Linked DNA regions of Mus musculus: regions 1 and 2 are each linked to region 3. A link is a contact called in public HiChIP or PLAC-seq and promoter capture Hi-C data. All regions are on one chromosome and are shown on one strand. The core of a region is the stretch at or near the end of the contact, and the rest is flanking DNA. Distances in the headings are between cores, read along the strand shown.

What was found. HiChIP or PLAC-seq counts read pairs in DNA pulled down with a chosen protein or histone mark. Capture Hi-C pulls out chosen DNA fragments and counts their contacts.
Region 1: an H3K4me3 HiChIP or PLAC-seq map of bone marrow-derived macrophages shows a contact between it and region 3, with 4 times the contacts expected there. The contact joins the enhancer-like site here to the promoter of Mrpl37 in region 3. A contact is called at or near these places in 1 of 39 promoter capture datasets (liver), 1 of 484 Hi-C or Micro-C datasets (cerebral cortex), 13 of 115 datasets of contacts at active chromatin or transcription factors (bone marrow-derived macrophages, craniofacial prominence, embryonic basal ganglia and 7 more) and 3 of 9 other capture datasets (adipose tissue, liver and pancreatic islet).
Region 2: a contact with region 3 is called in a promoter capture Hi-C map of pancreatic islet. The contact joins the promoter of Yipf1 here to the promoter of Mrpl37 in region 3. A contact is called at or near these places in 3 of 39 promoter capture datasets (hippocampal neurons, liver and pre-B cells), 1 of 484 Hi-C or Micro-C datasets (CD4 T cells), 1 of 115 datasets of contacts at active chromatin or transcription factors (pancreatic cancer cells) and 3 of 9 other capture datasets (adipose tissue, liver and pancreatic islet).

What each region holds. Positions count from the first base shown.
Region 1 is chr4:106,865,737-106,868,436 of GRCm38.p6, forward strand. No RefSeq gene overlaps it. Among named protein-coding and RNA genes, the nearest start is that of Gm31125, 27 kb to the left of the region's middle. RefSeq lists an enhancer at 1-1,555. Within about 2 kb of position 1,260, at least 137 of the 459 cell types and tissues checked have an H3K27ac peak or open chromatin away from gene starts, as enhancers often do. A contact at or near this core is called in adipose tissue, bone marrow-derived macrophages, cerebral cortex and 6 more, where this site is marked.
Region 2 is chr4:107,312,983-107,315,682 of GRCm38.p6, forward strand. It overlaps Yipf1 (Yip1 domain family, member 1), which reads left to right and starts at 1,381. Exons shown (of 10, transcript NM_145550.3): 1 at 1,381-1,480.
Region 3 is chr4:107,065,393-107,068,218 of GRCm38.p6, forward strand. It overlaps Mrpl37 (mitochondrial ribosomal protein L37), which reads right to left and starts at 1,474. Exons shown (of 7, transcript NM_025500.2): 1 at 1,058-1,474. The coding sequence starts at 1,403. It overlaps Cyb5rl (cytochrome b5 reductase-like), which reads left to right and starts at 1,602. Exons shown (of 7, transcript NM_001346552.2): 1 at 1,602-1,653.

The DNA.
Region 1 (2,700 bases), core at 10-2,509, 200 kb before region 3:
TTATGTTCGGGGATGCCCCACCAGGCCTGATGGCCCAGCGAAAGCAATCACCTATGGAGGCAGGGGGGTGGGGAAGTGGGTCGGAAGGGACCCTTTAAGCACTGCGGTCCTCTTTTGCCACCCCCTCCACCTATCCCCAGGCCTCTGCCTGGCTGACAGCCCAGCTGGAAGCAATTGTAGGCACCCCCAGCCTAGACGCTGCATCCCGCAAAAAGCCCTGGTAAATAGCAGCCCACACCCTAGACAGCCTGCAGCGCCCCTCCCCTGCCCCCTTGCAGCCCCCTGCCCGGAAATTTAAAACAACTGCTCAACACAGTCTTAAATCCTCCAGGAAGGGGCTTGGGTTGACAGAATGCAAGTTTGAGGCTAGCCTAGGCCCTGCCTGGAAATCTCAGGGTCCCCAGCATCCCCTGAATTGCCATGAAATACCTACTCCTTCCTCAGCTCAGGATGGCCAAGGTCTGGTCCTCTGCTGTGTCCTGGCATGGGGATTGCCAGGGAGCAACAGTAACCCGTGTATTGGAAGAACTGGCAAACAAACCATCATGGTACCTTGCGGGCTTGAGTCTCCTCCTCTATCAAATAGGTGTGACTTTTAGTTAGTCTACCTCTCGGGGTAATATCGGAGCTGGTGTTCAGGTGGAGTAGTGGGTGGAGCTGAGATGGTAGCTTACGTCTGTGGTATACACGAAGCCTGGGCCCAACATGTAGAAACCAGGAATTGTGTACCTCTCACTCCAGCATTTGGAAAGTGGAAGCAAGAGGCTCAGACCTTCATCTCTTCAGCTGCCGAGTGAACTCCAGGCCAGCCTGAGCTACAGGAGACCCTGCCTCAGGTGTTGGCATGATGGCTCGTTGAGTAAAGCCACTGATAGGCTTGACAAGCTGAGTGCAAGCATTGCCACCCACACGCTGGAAGGAGAGAGCCAGGCCCTGCACATCATTTTCTGATCTTCATATATGTGTCATGCACACCCTTACCCCCACCATTTCCACAAATAAATATTATGAAAAGGTTTGTTTTAAGACTCATCTCAGAAAAAAAAAAAAAAAAAGAGGGGACTCCTGCCCAAAGGAGGACAGCCACGAACACTGTGGCCATTGCATTGTGTACACTGCTCACTCCTACTGCCCATCCATACCCCTGGGGTTGTGTCGGCTTCCCCTGGGAAGTATGAGGAGGAAGGAATAGAGCCAGTCCCTGCACCAGATGGGTCTTAGGCAGCATCGAAAGGCCCCAGGCAAGCCTCGGACAAATCCCCTGCCCCGCCCCGCCCCCACACTGGGACAGACCTCAGCCAGCAGGCCTCCCAGCTTTGATCAATACAGGGCAGGCAGCCAAGGCGGCTGCAGGCTTCATCCTCCCAAGAGGCCCTAGCTCAGCCAGGGTCACAGTGGGGAGGGGCTGACGCCCTACTCAGGGGCTGGGGGCAGGGTAGGGGGAACAGAGAAGGAGAGGCTCACCCACAGTCCTTTACTTCTTTGCTGTTCAGTGGTCTGTTCAGTCCGCAAATACTTAGTGAGCACCAGCTATGTACCAAGCCCTGTCACCAACACGGTGCCATTACAAGGAGCAGCTCTCAGGAAACACACAGAGAAGAGAAAAGAAGCATAAACAAAACAACAGAAAGGGTACTTCCAAAAGGTGGCGAAAGCTGGGCATGGTGGTGCCTACCTGTAGTCCCAGAACTTGGCAGGCAGAGGACACAGAATCATGAGTTCAAGTCCAGCCTGAGCTGCATAGCATAGACTCTGCCTCAGTAGATAGATAGATAGATAGATAGATAGATAGATAGATAGATAGATAGACAGACAGATAGATAGTTTGTTCATTTGAGACAGGAGCTCTCTATGTAGTCCTGGCTGTCCTGGAAATCTCTAATGTAGACCAGGCTGGTCTCCACCTCACAGAGTTCTGACTGTCTCTGCCTCCTGACTGCTGGGATTAAAGGCATATACCACTATACCTGGCTATTTTAAATGAATAAACAGAAAATGACTGCTGGACATGGTGGCACGCAACTCTAGTCCCAGCACACAGGAGGTAGGGATAAACAGTCTCTGTGAGTTCGAGGACAGCCTGGGCTACACAGTGAAATTCTGTCATGGAAAAAAAAAAAAAGCATGATATGAGATTTTATCCCAGAGATTCATAGTGTGAAGAGAAAACTGACCTCCAAAAGTTGTGCTCTGCCCTCTACATGCACATTTGTGTACACACACACACACACACACACACACTACATATACATCATATCCAATAATAAACAAAATAAAACTTAAAATAATGATATCCATTTACTTAGTTGTTTTTTTTTTTTCCTTTGCCGTGATAAAATACCCTGGCAAAGGCAACCTAAGGGAGAAAGTATTTATTTGGCTCACAATTCCAGATTATAGCCTATTCTGGCAGGGAAGTCACAGCTGCAGAAGTATGAAAGATCTGGTCACATTACATCCATTCTCACAAGCAGAGAACAATTGACTACTACATGCATTCTAGTGCTCAGTTGGCTTTCTCCAGGCTTATACAGTTAGATTCTCCTTCCTAGGGAATGGTGCTTCCCATAGTGAGCAGTTTCTCAGTGTGAGTTCCAGAATAGCCATACACAGGGAAACCCTGTCTTGGTGGAGGGTGCATGGGTGGAGGTAGACATGTCTGTAAGCCCAAAGCTGTGAGGGACAGAGACAGAGCACCAA
Region 2 (2,700 bases), core at 131-2,630, 250 kb after region 3:
TGGAGTAAGATCAGTGGGGGTGAGGTTAGCAGCAAATGAGCGAATGTGAGACAGAAGAGGTGTTGGGCATGCTTGCACGTCTGAGTTCATAAGCTGATGTTCATTCCGGACATTCAACAACAGTGCTCCACATGCACTCTGAGCCCAGTTACCCCCTTATATAATAAGGGCGCCCCCCTCGGGTTTGCAGCATTGTTCTGAGAGTTGGAGGTCCTGCATAGACAAAGCCCCTCCATATGAATTATATTAACTAATGTGTGTTATTACACCTGACAGCTTGCCAGTTAGGAAAACATTATCTGGAGAGACGGCTCAGTGGAGCACTGACTGCTCTTCCAGAGATCCAGAGTTCAATTCCCAGCAACCACATGGTGGCTCACAACCATCTGTAATGGGATCTAATGCCCTCTTCTGGGGTGTGTCTGAAGACAGTGGCATACTCACATACATAAAATAAATAAGCAACTCTTTTTTTAAAAAGAAAAAAAAACATTATCAATCATGACTGATATTCAGAGTATGTTAGAAGTCAAATTGGAAGTACCCTGCAGGTGAAGCTAAAGACACTGGTCTCCTTGTATGAGCTGTGAATCAAGTGTCTGCTGTTTACACTGCTCCCTCCCAGACAGCAAAAACTGTCTAGGGACCCTTTCAGTCCGTGATAGAATACTGTGAACAGTAATTGTATGCTACTGCCTTGGCTGGTACTGGCCACCCGGAGACTAGAACCATTCCGGATCTTTTTGTTCTCAGTGTTCACAGGCTGGCAAAGATAAGCAAACAGAATTCAGGCAAGCATTGCCAAAGCAGGGTGAAGCCCAGGGGATTAGCAGAGCAACAGGAGTCCCAGAGGAGACGATAGCATCCCCTATGGGCAGGGGGAGACAGTTTTCCAAGCCTGGAGGTCCAGGTAGGAAGCAAACCACAAGGTCGCTTGCCAGACTATGCCAATGTTGTTAAGTCCTGCTGTTTTCGAGGTGACTGTCAGACACCTAGGTGGTACAGCTGAGGGGCCAGCCCTCTGTGAACAGTGACAAAAGAACTTCTTTGATTCACAAGCCATCTGCTATGGTGCCTTCCTCGCTGGTTAAGTTTTCATGGCCAGAGAAACCAGGAACTGGTGACCTATTTTCTTTTTCTTTTTCATTTTTCTCTTTGCATAAGTAAAACGTATAAACAATGAGTAAAACACTCCCGAACTCCTGAGAATTCGCCCCACTTCGCCTGTCTCTTTAAGACCACCGAGAGGGCGGGACTCAGCACCGAGTTACTTGGCGCTCCGGTGTCTTCCGCGTTTTCCGAGTCTTCGCTGGGTGACCGCGTTTGCTTTAAGAGAGGAGGCGGTGCTCTGCCCGGAGGAGGCGGAGAAATCTAACACCCTCCCCCGGATCTCCGGCTTCCGGGATTGGACTGACCGGCTACCAGTGCAGAGCATCCCAGGCCCCAACCTTTCCTGGACAGTTGGACCTCTTCCTGAGAGGTGAGGGCGTCAGGGCTTCTGGGTCAGTTGGGGAATCTCCTACCCTCCCTGTCCTCTGTTGCTCAAGCATCCCCCACCACCACCCAAACCCTGTCTGTGCATCCCTAGATCCCTGACTGCAGGGTCGCTAACAGTTAAGAGCTACTAATTGCCTGGCTCTTCGCTAAGCTCCTTACACGCACTACCTTATAGAATGGTTTAGACACCTTCACGAACCCATTTTACAGATGGGGAGCCTCAAGGAGCGCACACACAGCAGAGAAACAACAGAATCGGGACTCAAACCCAGGTCTGTCTGGGACCTTAAGCCGGCTGCACTGGAATGCTTTCCCCACCACCTCTCCCAAACCCTAGGCTCCCCTTCCATTTTCTTCCATCTCCAGGCTGCATCTGGCCCCTAAACATTCACGCGGCAGCGAGTGTCCCCCGCAGCCAGTCTCTTTTTGTTGATAGGACACTCTTCTAACTCATGGTCTCCGAGCTCACCAGATAGTCTAGGATAACCTTAAACTTACTCAGTCTCCTGCCTCCGTCTCCTAGGTGCTGGGATCGCCGGCATGCACCAGATTTTGTAGGTCCTGAGTATTGAACCCAGGACTTTGTACTTGCTAGGCAAACATTCAAATGAGCTACCACACCAGCTTTCGGTTCCTCTGTAGGCTGTCCAGTGTCGCTCTGGATGGTTCTTCCCTGCACTGGGTGGATTCCGCTCACAGATGTCCTGATCACAGGCTGGGCTGGACATCCACTCACAGAGTCCTGAGTGCTTCTCGACTCTCCTGTGTTCAGTTCTCACCCGTCACATACTCTATTCCCAGGTGCAGTTCCCTTATTCTCCAGCTCACTCCTCTTCTTTAACTCCGAGAGGCTGCTCAGCTCTATACCAACTCTCTTCCTGAGCTATATTAATATAAATATCAAGTTGTATGACCTGTGATAGTTATATAAACTATCAGTCCCCGTTGAAAGAGTAGGCAAGTGTGTGTGTGGGGGGGAGGGATTGCTCAGCAGGTAAAGGTGGCTGTCCCCAAGCATGGTCCTAGTCCCATTCTGGGTCCCTAAGGTAGAAGGAAAGAACTGAATCCCATAGCCACAGAAGATAAAGAGATGGTAGTAATCATTTTTAGTTTCTGACCCACTATGTGGGGCAGGCCACCCTTAAACTCACAGAGATGTGCCTCCACAGTGTTGAGGTTAAAGGCATGCACTACCACTACAGC
Region 3 (2,826 bases), core at 224-2,723:
AGACCTCTCTGTACATTGAGAAAGTGTAGGATAGAAAATACATTTTCAGACTGGTTCAATGAATGCAATCTTAACTTCTGATCTTTTTTCCTAAAGCACGGTTTCTCTGTGTAGCCCTGGCTATCCTGGAACTCACTCAGTAGACCAGGCTGACTTGAACTCACAGAGATCTTCCTGCTTCTGCCTCCTGAGGGCTGGGATTAAAGGCATGCACCACCATCTCCAGGTGCAATCCTAACTTCTGAAACACATCCATCCACTAGGCATTCGTTGTCAGGGTAATGCAAAGGGGTCGTGTCTGTGAGATCCTTCACAGCACCTCCTGAGTTCACAGAAAATGGTTAATGGCCAAAAATATCAGCTTGCAGGCATAGAAGTGGGCCTTTTAGGAGGCTGGCCTATGGCTATCGATTTTTCCAAACTTATGACTGATTCTCTTAATTTGGCTCCAAACCTTGTTGGGTCTCTGTATTTCCTAGTTATCCTTTGGAATCTCTGCTCCCACAGACTTCAGTTGTTTTTGGTTTTAGGATCTTCCCTATCCTCATCCTGATCCTGAGAGGGTTCAACTCTGGAAAACAGTTCCTGACACTCCTCTTAAGAAACAGAATGACTTTGAGACATTGATGTATCTCCCCCGCCTCCCCACAGGGTTTCTCTGTGTAGCCCTGACTGTCTTCGAACTCATTCACTCTGTAGATTAGGCTGGCCTCCAACTCAGGAAAAGGCTCAAGACATTCTGACCTGTTATTAAGTGGGTAGACTTTTGGGTGCAAATCCTTTCTTTGAAAACATATCCCAGGCCTATTTTAACAAAAGACACCCCCAGAAAAGGAGCGTTGTAGACCTGCTTTATTATCACCTCTCCACGCATGGAGACAAATCCCCTCCTCTCTGCACACATTCTCCATTGCTCCCTTTCACAAACACCTTGATCTGACAACTCTTGGAAGCCGGGTGTTACTCTATTCTACTTCCAGAGGAAGAAACTTCCCCAGGCTCGGGGTCACTGCTGAGCCTGGGACAGCGTCTCCTCCCGTTTGTCCTGAGACCTCACCCTCCAGGAGTCGGCAACGCTGGTGGAAGATGTAGCAGGGTTCTTCCTTGTACAGAGTCTGTTCGTGGATCGGGGCGGCACGGTGGAAGCGTGGGTCATTCCAGCCGCGCTCCCACGGCGGGAAGATCGGCCTCGCCAGCCACGGGACGAAGTGCTTCTTGCCCTCGTAGGTAATGGGCTCCAGACCGGGGATCTCGTACACCCTGTCCAGGGGGCGAGGCTCGGGCTTCCGCGTGGAGCGCACGCCCCACTCATACGCCCCACGTTTCGGAGTCCCGTAACCTCCGAGGCCGAGCCTTCCAGAGCCAGCGAGTGCCCGCAGAGCGGGCCCGGACGCCAAGGCCATACCGACTCCGTTTCTACAAAACCTCTACCTGGACGCCGCCATCTTTGCCCGTGCAGGGACTGCTGGGAGCCAAAGGGGCGGAGCGCAATGACGGGTTTTTGCGAATGACAGACACTTCACCCAATCACAATTAGAATATGCTTGCTTTGTCCCCGCCCCTCAGGCAGTTCCCATCCTTATTGGTGGAACCTGGAAGGTGCTCTTTGCTTGGGGTTTCTGAAGTGCCACACGTGAAGAAACTTGCTGGTAGGTAGGTGAGCGCGGTGGTGGAGCTCGCGGCCGGCGCGGAGGAGCGTAGGGACCTCAGATCTGTACTTTGCACGCCTTTGACCCTTAGGCATTTAGAACGTGAGAGGGCCCGGTCTCCTCGCTGTAAAATTAGGAGTTAAAATGCCTTAGCGGGTCCGACGCCTCATGAGTTCTGGAACTGCCATCCTTTCCGCCCTTCTCAGCGTTGCCCACACTTTCCTGGCTGCGGCTTCCCAGAGCCTGCGAGTGGCCCGGGTACCTCTTTCTATGCCAGCTTGGCGGCCGACTGCTGGCACTGCGGCTCGCCCGGCGCCGAACGCGAGTTACTTTTGCTCTGCTGCTGCTAAGTTTTCCGATTCCCGGAGGCGGGTCCAGTGCACTGGCTTCTGGCAGGCTCGCTGCGGGGGTCAGAGTGAGGACTGTGCTAAGTAAGCATCGGGTGGGCATAGGTTGAGGGACCACCGAGTGAGTACATGAGTGCACGACGTGAACGGTGGCAACACACACATGCTTCCTGTCCCTTAGGTCTTTTCTCTTGTTTGACCACTGTCAGAGTTGCATTGTTTAGTGACCGGCCCGTGAACTCTCCCTGGCTTCTAGAGCAGTTGCGTGACACACACTTTAGGTTAACAAATGAATACATAGTAGAACAAATAAGGTGCTTGGTAATGACAAGGGGAACACTTGAGAAGGTCTCTGAGAGGAGATGACCTTTCAGCCAAGGCCTGAAGAGTAGGGATAAGCATCCAGGGCGAGGCTGCAACAGGGATTGTGCCTCCCAGATGGGAAGGAACTTCATCTTTAAAATTGTGCATGAAGTGGCCACCTTGTCTACCAGTTTCCAAAACGACTGAGACAATAGGACTATTTAACCCCCATGAATGCAAAAGAGGCAGAGGACAATATGACTAACACTCAGACTACCCAGCAGTTTACAGTTAAAGCATTTTCATTTGTCTTAGTACATCTCCTTCCCAAATGCTAAGAGTAATTGCCATAAAGAGAGGCACCATTCACTCAGTTATCTGATGCACAGTACAGATGGAGTGACTGGATGAGTATAACACCGTGCTAGGTCTTAACAAGGACAGGGACCGTGTCCTGTGCCTTCTGCCTTACAACACCAAATCCTGTACCCAGCTCCCGGACTATAGAGGGAACGAACACTCACCAG